Linked DNA regions of Gossypium arboreum: region 2 is linked to region 1. A link is a contact called in public Hi-C data. All regions are on one chromosome and are shown on one strand. Each heading gives the region's core, a stretch centred on a gene start, on an enhancer-like site or on the middle of the called end of the contact. The rest is flanking DNA. Distances are from core to core; before and after follow the strand shown. Region 1 holds the start of LOC108463933 (NADH dehydrogenase [ubiquinone] iron-sulfur protein 1, mitochondrial-like). Region 2 holds the start of LOC108471519 (proline dehydrogenase 2, mitochondrial-like).

What was found. Hi-C and Micro-C count contacts between places; a contact is called where the count stands out from the background.
Region 2: a contact with region 1 is called in a Hi-C map of leaf, with 6 times the contacts expected there. The contact joins the promoter of LOC108471519 here to the promoter of LOC108463933 in region 1. A contact is called at or near these places in 2 of 5 Hi-C or Micro-C datasets (both in leaf).

What each region holds. Positions count from the first base shown.
Region 1 is chr7:18,864,369-18,868,869 of ASM2569848v2, reverse strand. LOC108463933 (NADH dehydrogenase [ubiquinone] iron-sulfur protein 1, mitochondrial-like) reads left to right here and starts at 2,906. Exons shown (of 5, transcript XM_017763945.2): 1 at 2,906-3,490; 2 at 4,064-4,310. The coding sequence starts at 3,076.
Region 2 is chr7:19,169,534-19,174,200 of ASM2569848v2, reverse strand. It overlaps LOC108471519 (proline dehydrogenase 2, mitochondrial-like), which reads right to left and starts at 1,336. Exons shown (of 4, transcript XM_017773130.2): 1 at 665-1,336. The coding sequence starts at 1,228.

The DNA of each region.
Region 1 (4,501 bases), core at 1,657-4,156:
GTATAGGAAAAATTTGAAAGAAAGACCCTAAGGGCATTTTGGTCATTTGGTAATTAAAAGAATAAAAAGGGAAAATCAAAGCAAAACTGTGTCCATCTTCTCCAAGTGCTAGACGAATTTCTCAATAGTCATAGCTAGGGTTTTGTTCAACATTTCCAAGCTTGATTGTAAATGCTCTCTAGCCCCGTTTTTAATGTTCTTTGTATTTTTGAAGTCTTTGAAGCATGATCTACCCATTTCTAGCTATATTTTGAGCTAAGGTTCATGTATGAAATTTGAACCATGTGTAACATGCATGTATTTTGATGATTAATGGGGGAATATGAATGTTTGATGCATGATAAACATCTTTTACTAGGTGATTTTTAGTAAAAACACCTAAAAAGGGGACTTGTTTATAAAAGTGTAAAAGTGGGTAGTAATAATGTGAAATAAAGGAAAATGTGGGCTGATATGAGCATGGTATAGGTTCGGCTAGGCTTGGGTAACAAAGAAAATGCATGCATTTTATTTTACGAGCCTAGGGACTAAATCGTAAATAAGTGAAAAGTTAGGGGTAAAAAGGTAATTTTACCAAAGCATGAATTATGGATTGATTTGAATAATATGATTAATAAACAAGTTAAATTTGGCATTATAGATCAAAAAAAAGTGAACCGGGTCTTGATCGAGGAAAGAATAAAGTATACGACGATTAGGCTGATTACCATCATTTTGTACCAAGGTAAGTGCATATGCAAATAATGTGGTGTTGTAACATGTTTTTAATGTTTTGATATTATGTGATAAATGTTTTCTTGTAAGTATAAGTTATATACTTATTGGTTATTATGAAAGCATAAATGATAATTGACCGTTACATACAACATCACGAGCAAGTACGACAAAGTATGCCTTGTGCAAGTGAGGAAAATCCTGTTTAAACCTTAGGAATAGTCTAGGATACAAGTGACATGTCACTAGGAATTTAGAAATCCGAACTCGTTGAGTTGGTCTGGGTTCGTGATATGTATGAGGCATTCGAGCTCGTTGAGTTGGTACGAGTTCATTATGGATACGAGCATCCGAGCTCGTTGAGTTGGTCCGAGTTCATTATGGATGCGTTACATGTAATTGGGTTCCGGGTAATGGTCTTATGTGTTCTACCGGTAGCTAGGTAATCCTTGAGTTGGTCTGATACTTGACAGCTTGTGTGAGTAGCCCGTGTAGTTACACCTTGACCGATAGCTTTTATGAGCAAGCTCGTGAGTAGCTCCATTACGAGCGTTACATGTTATGAGGTAGCTTTGGCTACGTATGTATATGTGGCACTTATGTGCTAGTTTTTCTCGTATCCAATAGTATTCTTAGTGTTCAACAGGTAATACAATGGATGTGATGAAAGTCCAGAGGAGGGCATGTTAAAGAGGTATGGTTATATGATATACTAAGATAAGTACAGATAGGTACGCTAAACCTATGAATAATGCCTTGGTAAAGAATGATTTGTGATGAGAAAGTATATGTGTACATTTGATAAGTAAGCCAAAAGGTTTAAGTGATGAATAATCTTTATGTATATGTTACTATGTCTTTGCATGTTGATTTCTTACTACCATTGCATATTATTTGCATGTGGACTTACTAAGCTTTAATGCTTACCCCTTTCCTTTCCATCCTTTATAGTTCCGCCAAGCTAGCTCGGGGACCGAAAGTTGTCGGAGTATTCAATCACACTATCAAAAGATTATCGGGTATAGTGAAATTGTTATTTTGAGTATGGCATGTATAGGGGACTTGGTTATTTTGTGACATGTGTCATGCTATTTGGCCAAATTGTGAATGCTTATGATGTTGATGATTTATTTTGTAATGGCCATGTGGTATGGCTTATATTTGATCATTGGGTTGTAATCTAATTACCCATGTATGCATGTGTTAGTGCCTTGATGATGTGATATGTTATTGCTTGGTGAATGTATGATAAAGTATGGATTAGATGCTAAAAGATAAGGGATGACTTAATGGCTTAAAATGACTATAGTCATGAATGCATAATTTGAAGTTATGGTAACAAGTTTAATAATGCATGAAATTAGTGTGGAATGCTTCTAAATGGTGTAACAAAATGAATGTGCAATAGGATGACATTTTGAATATGTGAGAGTGCCATGGTGTTGAATATTTGAGTGTCTAAATATGTCATGTTGCATGCTATGAAATATGTTTGAATGTATGAATGATTGAGGGTGACAATTGGCTTGGAAAATAGCCTTTAAATGGTCCACATGGGTAGACACACGGTCTGCCCCATGGGCGTGTTGAATGGCCGTGTGTCCCATGCACCTTAATTTTTACAAGTCAGTATGCTCAGTAGTAAATACATGGGCTAAGACACAGGCGTGTGTCTCTTAATAGACATAATTTTCGAGGTAAACTGCAAAAATAGTCACTTTTGTTTGTCTCAGATTATATTTTCTTAGCTTATATTTGAAATATTACATTTTAGTCACTTACGTTATTGTTTTGTTACGAAGTGGTCACTCTACTGTTAAACTCCGTTACCTCCCTAACGGCAGTCTTACATGGTAGTCCAAATGGATTTTAAATACCAACTTGGATGTCCAATTGCTAGAATGAAAATAGGTTTTTAATTAAACAAATTTTATTTGGACGGTCACGTAAGACATCCAAGTTGGCATTTAAAACCATTTGGATTGCCACGTAAGACCTCTATTAGGGAGGTAATGGGACTTAACGGTAGAGTGACCACTTCGTAACAAAACAATAACATAAATAACCAAAATGTAATATTTTAAACATAAGTAACTAAAATGTAATCTAAAACAAACAAAAGTGATTATTTTTATAGTATACCCTAATTTTCGGAAAGAAAAGCATTACTTTACAACCTTAATTTAAAACGATGGCGTATGGAAACTCAGAGGCAGACCATGTGGAGAAAAACGGGTCAACCTGAAACCCGAATTGTGGGAATCACACGCTTTCATTTCATTTCAGTGCAAACTCAAAATCTGTCGCCACTCTTTCTGAGCTCCAACAAAGGAAGCTAAGAGATCTCACCGTACTGGAAAAATGGGATTAGGGTTGTTAGCTTCAAGAACCCTTAAGACCTCCAGGGTTCTCTCTTCTCAGTACTCTCGTTTCCGACCCATCGTCACCAAACCCGGCCTCCAATCCCCCGATGCATCAGCGGCCGCACCAGCAACGCAGCCGGAGCCCACTCCGCCTCCGCCTAAGAAACCTGTGGGCGGTGCCCGGGTCCACTTCACCAACCCAGATGATGCTCTCGAGGTGTTCGTTGATGGGTTCCCGGTGAAAATCCCTAAGGGCATGACTGTTCTTCAGGCCTGCGAGATCGCTGGAGTTGACATTCCTAGGTTTTGTTATCATAGCCGACTTTCGATCGCGGGGAACTGCCGTATGTGCCTTGTCGAGGTTGAAAAATCCCCCAAGCCCGTCGCCTCTTGCGCCATGCCTGCCCTTCCTGGTGAGCCTTTCCGTTTCATTGCCCTTTCTTTTTTCTTTTATTTTGGATAGATAAATTTATTCATTTGTTTGGATTAACCTTCAGGGAGGAGCGATTTTGATTTCCTATATACAGATTCGTGACTTAATTAGGTGGATTTAGTGATTTTGATTTGGGTATCAAATTAATTGAATACTGTTTAGTTTGCTTCAACTTTTCCTTGCTATTTTTATGCTGCTATTTGTTCTGTTTAATGTTAAGAAATATACAACGCTATGATTCATTACACTATGATCCAATTCTTTCTCTCTTTTATAGTATTTATATTCGCATAAATTTCTTTTTTATTTTACTTTTTTAGCAATATGGCTTTGGAAATGCTAAGCTCTTGTGTGAAACTGCTCTTACAAGTCGAAAGTGCTTTTCATTTAAACAATTTAACCTTTACGGAATTAGGCTGCTCTTTATCTAAATATGTCCGTTTGTTTTATATTTTGGTTTGGTTCTGGTATTTCCCAGTACATTCTTTATTTATCTTCTTCTTCTTCTTATTATTATTATTATGTTCTCTAATTCTCTGGGACTCTAATATAGGAATGAAGATTAAGACAGATACGCCATTGGCAAAGAAGGCACGAGAAGGAGTGATGGAGTTTTTGCTGATGAACCATCCACTGGATTGTCCAATTTGTGATCAGGGTGGAGAATGTGATCTCCAGGATCAGTCTATGGCATTTGGATCTGATCGTGGCCGTTTTACTGAAATGAAGAGATCTGTTGTTGACAAGAATCTTGGTCCTTTGGTGAAGACTGTCATGACTCGGTGCATTCAGTGTACTAGGTCCGAAATTAACCTAACAATATTCCTAAGTTCTTTATTTATTTATATTTTCAAAGATTTTAAGATTTGAATCCCAAGGATAACTGCTTCCACTAATGAGTTTCTTTTAAATAAACAAATGCATTGGAGAATTTTTAGCTTTAGATATTTATGGCTACATATAGGTACCGAGAATTTATATTCCAATAAAT
Region 2 (4,667 bases), core at 87-2,586, 310 kb before region 1:
TGCAAAAGATAGACCAATAACCTTCTGGCAATCAAGTGCCCCCGTATCACAACTTTGTTTATATGCGTACATACGCACATACGGCTATATTTTTTTCAACTTTGTTCTATTATTAAACGACAAAATATTATAATGATCCTACAAAAAAACTTCGATTTTATCATCATCAATTTTTTCTTTATATATTTGGACTTTTGGTGTTGGATAGTCATATTAAATCTTGACTCTTAATGAACGAGCGAGCTATCTAGTAGTAATTTTGTGGGACCGCCTCCACAACGTAAAGCTCACGTGCATGAGGATACAGCAATAAAAGGGTGGTGTTTTATATGTATGAAAAGGAAATCCAAAACTTTCAAATTGAAACATCTTACGATTGATAAGAGGGAAAATAAATATGAATACTAGGGAAAATCATATTTAAAATAAAAAAAATTATATTCACGTGTTTAATATTTGAGTATAAGCAGAGTATCTAATCTTTTAAATAATTAAAAATATTAGTGTCCGCAGTTAATCCGAATATAATTAAAACAGTTAAGTGGAATGCTAATAATGGTTTTGAAGGAGAAGATAAGACCTTGAGAATCGTAGAGGTTTACGTGTTGGGAGGAGAATAGATGAGGATAAGAAAGATGGCTAAATCGAAACCAAAAATACTTACAGACGAAGCTGGAAGCGACTTGGCCAATTCAACACTCCCAAGGGAACCTTCCAAATTTCGATCACAACCGGCGTTCTCGCTCGTATGCTCCACCGCATAAACCAGCATCCCTCTGAAACCCTTGTCGTGGATTCTCCTCACACAGTCCGCCGCCTCCTCCGTCGTTTCACCCGCGCAGAAGTGTTGAAAGAACGTATGTTTAACTGTTTTCAATATAGCGTCACGTACCAAACTTGTTTCCATGAGCCTAGAATTCATAATCCACATGCCGAAATCTACGAACCGCTCGTTAGCAGCCAACCCGAGGTTGGCCGCTGAACGTAGTAGGTTCAAGGTAGGAATGGAACCAAAAAGCCTTTGGTGATCATCAAGGTCTAGGGTTGCGTTTGTAATTGATTCTTGTTTAAGGGAAGTCGGCTGTTTTTCAACAGCGGCGGGTTCAGGCTTTTCGTCAAAATTGAGAGGTGCAACGGCGGCGAGGGAAGCGGTGGAGGCTGAGTTAAGAAACCTAGTGAATGAGGGGAAGGTATTGAGGAGCTTTGGTGAGAGAAACTTTGTTGCCATAGAAGGGAGCGAGCGGACAATTAGAGAATATAGTTTTTGACTTGCAAGCTAAGTTATGGGAGTCTGAAACAAGAGGGGAATTTATAGACAAAAAATAATGTATCTCTAAATTATTTTACTTGGTAATGTTGGTTACAGTTCTAACAATAATTCAAAAAGGAGGCTTCTTTTTATAATTATAAATAATAAATGTTTGTATATTTATAATTATAATTACATCCATAATTAAAATAAAGTGTTATAAAACACAATGGATTAAGAATTGGATAGAGAAAAAATTGAACCTATACACTCAAGGCCTCACAACTTTGCAAACTAAGGCGTGATTGGCAAATATGTTATTAAAGGATAAATCCTAAACAAGTTGACATATTGATGACTAAGAATGCAAAATCTCTATCTATCTAATTTATTAAAGCCGCCAATACATTTCATTTCTTGTCCCAAATTATATTTCGCTTTTTAAGATTAAATCTATTAAAATTTAAAATGTGATGAACGCATTAAATGGGACATGCTTATTAAATATGGGTTACATGTTGGATGTCACCTAACATGTGACTGAGAGATTTAGAATAACTTACAACATTATAAGAAATTTGCTTCAATAATTGTTGCTAGAAATAGATTCAATTTCTAGTGTTGCGGGGTTAGAACTTTAATTTAGTAAATTGCGTGGCTTTAGGCAATTGCTTGGGTTCAAATCTGCCTAAGTCAGTCTTACACTCGGAAAATGAGAATTCTAGCAGAAACTCTCTATAAGGCACCAAAGTAAATCAGAAGCAAACTCAAAACGAAAAAGTAACGAATGAATAAAAAAAGCCACTGAAAAATAGCACACACCGAGTGTTTGAGTATATGCTCTTAAAAGTATTCTATTACTTTGAAGATTTACAACTGAGTGAATACAAATGAATGAGGGGAAGGCTTCTATTTATAGTTGAGCTCCCCCAAATACAACGGTACATATCGAATTACATCGACAACTAAGATTCGTGCCTATCTACAAGATGAGTCTTAAGAGATATAAACTCTATACATCTTTATCCTTTAGGATTTGCATTAATTACGCTAGTAACTCTAGTTTTACTTGAGTGCTTCACTGAGCTAACTAGACTTCAAGTAGATGGGCTTCTCCATACGTTCCATGAGTCGAGCTAGTTTATGCAAGGTAAATGAGCCACATTTGGTCAATTGACCTCTATGGGATGTTTAGTGTCCAATGGTCACAGGCTTTAATTTGCGGCTCGTGACATTCTCCCCCACCTATTCTCGTGATGCTCTCATCACATCCTTGGAATGGAACTAGCTTGACTTGTCTCGAAATGGTCTTGATGCCTCAACTGATTCTCGACTAGTCTTTCTATTGGGTAGTTCTACGCCTTGAATTATATCTATTTCTTGTACATCTCGTTCGCAAATGTCCACTACTCTTACTTGCCCTCGTCATGACTTGTCTCGATCAGGATCCCCTTGATCCTCACAGATAGGCTTCGACACCTTCATATTGAGTATTGGATTAACCTTAAGTATTGATGATAACATGTTTATTTTACATATTTTACGTGCTCAAATCAATTAATTCTTGCTAAATTGGTGGTTTTATGTTTAAATTTTGTCAAGAATGAAATTCATATGCTTTAATTCAAAGACAAGCATAAAATGATTAAATTGGAGCATGAGCAATAAAAGAGGGGTTGAATCAGAAATTTAGAAATATTTAAGGGCTGATCAGATTTTTGACTTTGTAAAAGCCGTATATAGAAAAGAAAATATGATATTTTATTTCATGTAATTAGTTGTTAGGTGGGTTAGACTAATTTTAATATATGGTTTATATATAAATAGGGTGTATGGTGGCCTTTGAAAGACACACCTTGAATACCTGGAAATTGAATAGAAAAAAATCAATTCATTTTTTCCTTTCTTTTTTCACGTGTGCAGTACATGCATCTTCTAGTTTTTTTCCATTTCAATACTTTGGCATAATTGCTTCTGAAGTCCCTTTCCCTTTTCATCTTCTACTATTTCCGTTAAAACCATTTCTATACACCAACCAAGCATGGTTAATTTCATACTTCACTAAACTTCTAACTTAGCTTTAGGCCGGTATTCTTTCGGGTCAAGAATTAAGAAATAAATCTGCACTAAAAATCTTTCATAATGGTATTTACCACCTCTCCGGAATATGGGATAGCGCAAATTCGTCCTTTAAAATCAATTCAATTTCAATTCAAAAGGCGCGCGTTGGGTTAGAGTAATTTTGGCATATAGTTGGGAAGTCGAGTCGGTCGTCCTGAATTTGAATTCTCGCGAACAAATTAGTGTATCTTGGTGGGGCTATACTAGTGGGATTTTTGTCAAGGTAGATATTGATCAAATTTAAACGTCCCGCACAGTTGAGGCCGTTGATCCGAGTTGAATTCTTCAAAACGCAAGGCTTTCAGGGTCTTAAATTGTGAACGTGTGTATCGCGGTTAGACAAACGCTAAGAGTTGATTTGTAGGTCGTACCGGAATCAGCTATGAAAGGAAGAATTGGAGGTTAGGATATTCTTAATCGCTATAACCAATTTATGGTTTGAAAGAGAAAATCTATTTTCAAGTATTGATTCGGAAATTGAAATTCACTGAGGCTAAGGCTAAGGATTTATATTTATGTTTACGTAATTCGAATCCACTTTATTATTTTATTTTATTTTCAATTAATATAATTGTTTATTTTTTCTATCTCACTTATTTAATTTCTAAACATTTTCAAATCCCCTAATTTATTTTATTTATTTATTTTTCAGCAAGTTTTTTTTGAGTTGTCGGCATAACCATTTCCAAGACAAAAATCCTATTCACAAGAAAAAAAAGAAATTAGATAACAATAATCAATTGTTATGGATTCGACCATGCTACTCTTTACTACTGTTTAGAGTTATTTTATCGTAGGAATTTTTATTTGGTGGTTTTGACGCCTATCAATTGTTGCTAACTTTTGGCTTGTAAGCCTCTTGACTTACCCATTTCAGAACTTTTGTGCCTTTGCCAAGCCAATAGTAAGTCATAATAAAAAAAACACTAGATAAGTATATGAGATGTACCTCGCTCATCACATTTACTCGATTTAACTGTCTAGTTTGCATCACTACTTTACCCCCAAAGTTTGAAGCACAACCTACCTCTTTCATAGATGGTAGCCCTACAAATACCTTAATAGGCTTCATATTAGTTTTCTACCCTTCTAGCATTTCCAAGGGAGTCATTGCAGCACTCTGATCTACCAAGCCAATATTCCCGTCACATGAAACATCCTGTGCTAGTTGGATTGCCGACAATATCTTGGTTCCACCTCTCATGTCTTGACTCACTAACACAATGCATTGTTGTTGTCGAGCATCTAAGATACACATATAGTCGACAAAATGAATCACCAAAGCATTAATCTTGTC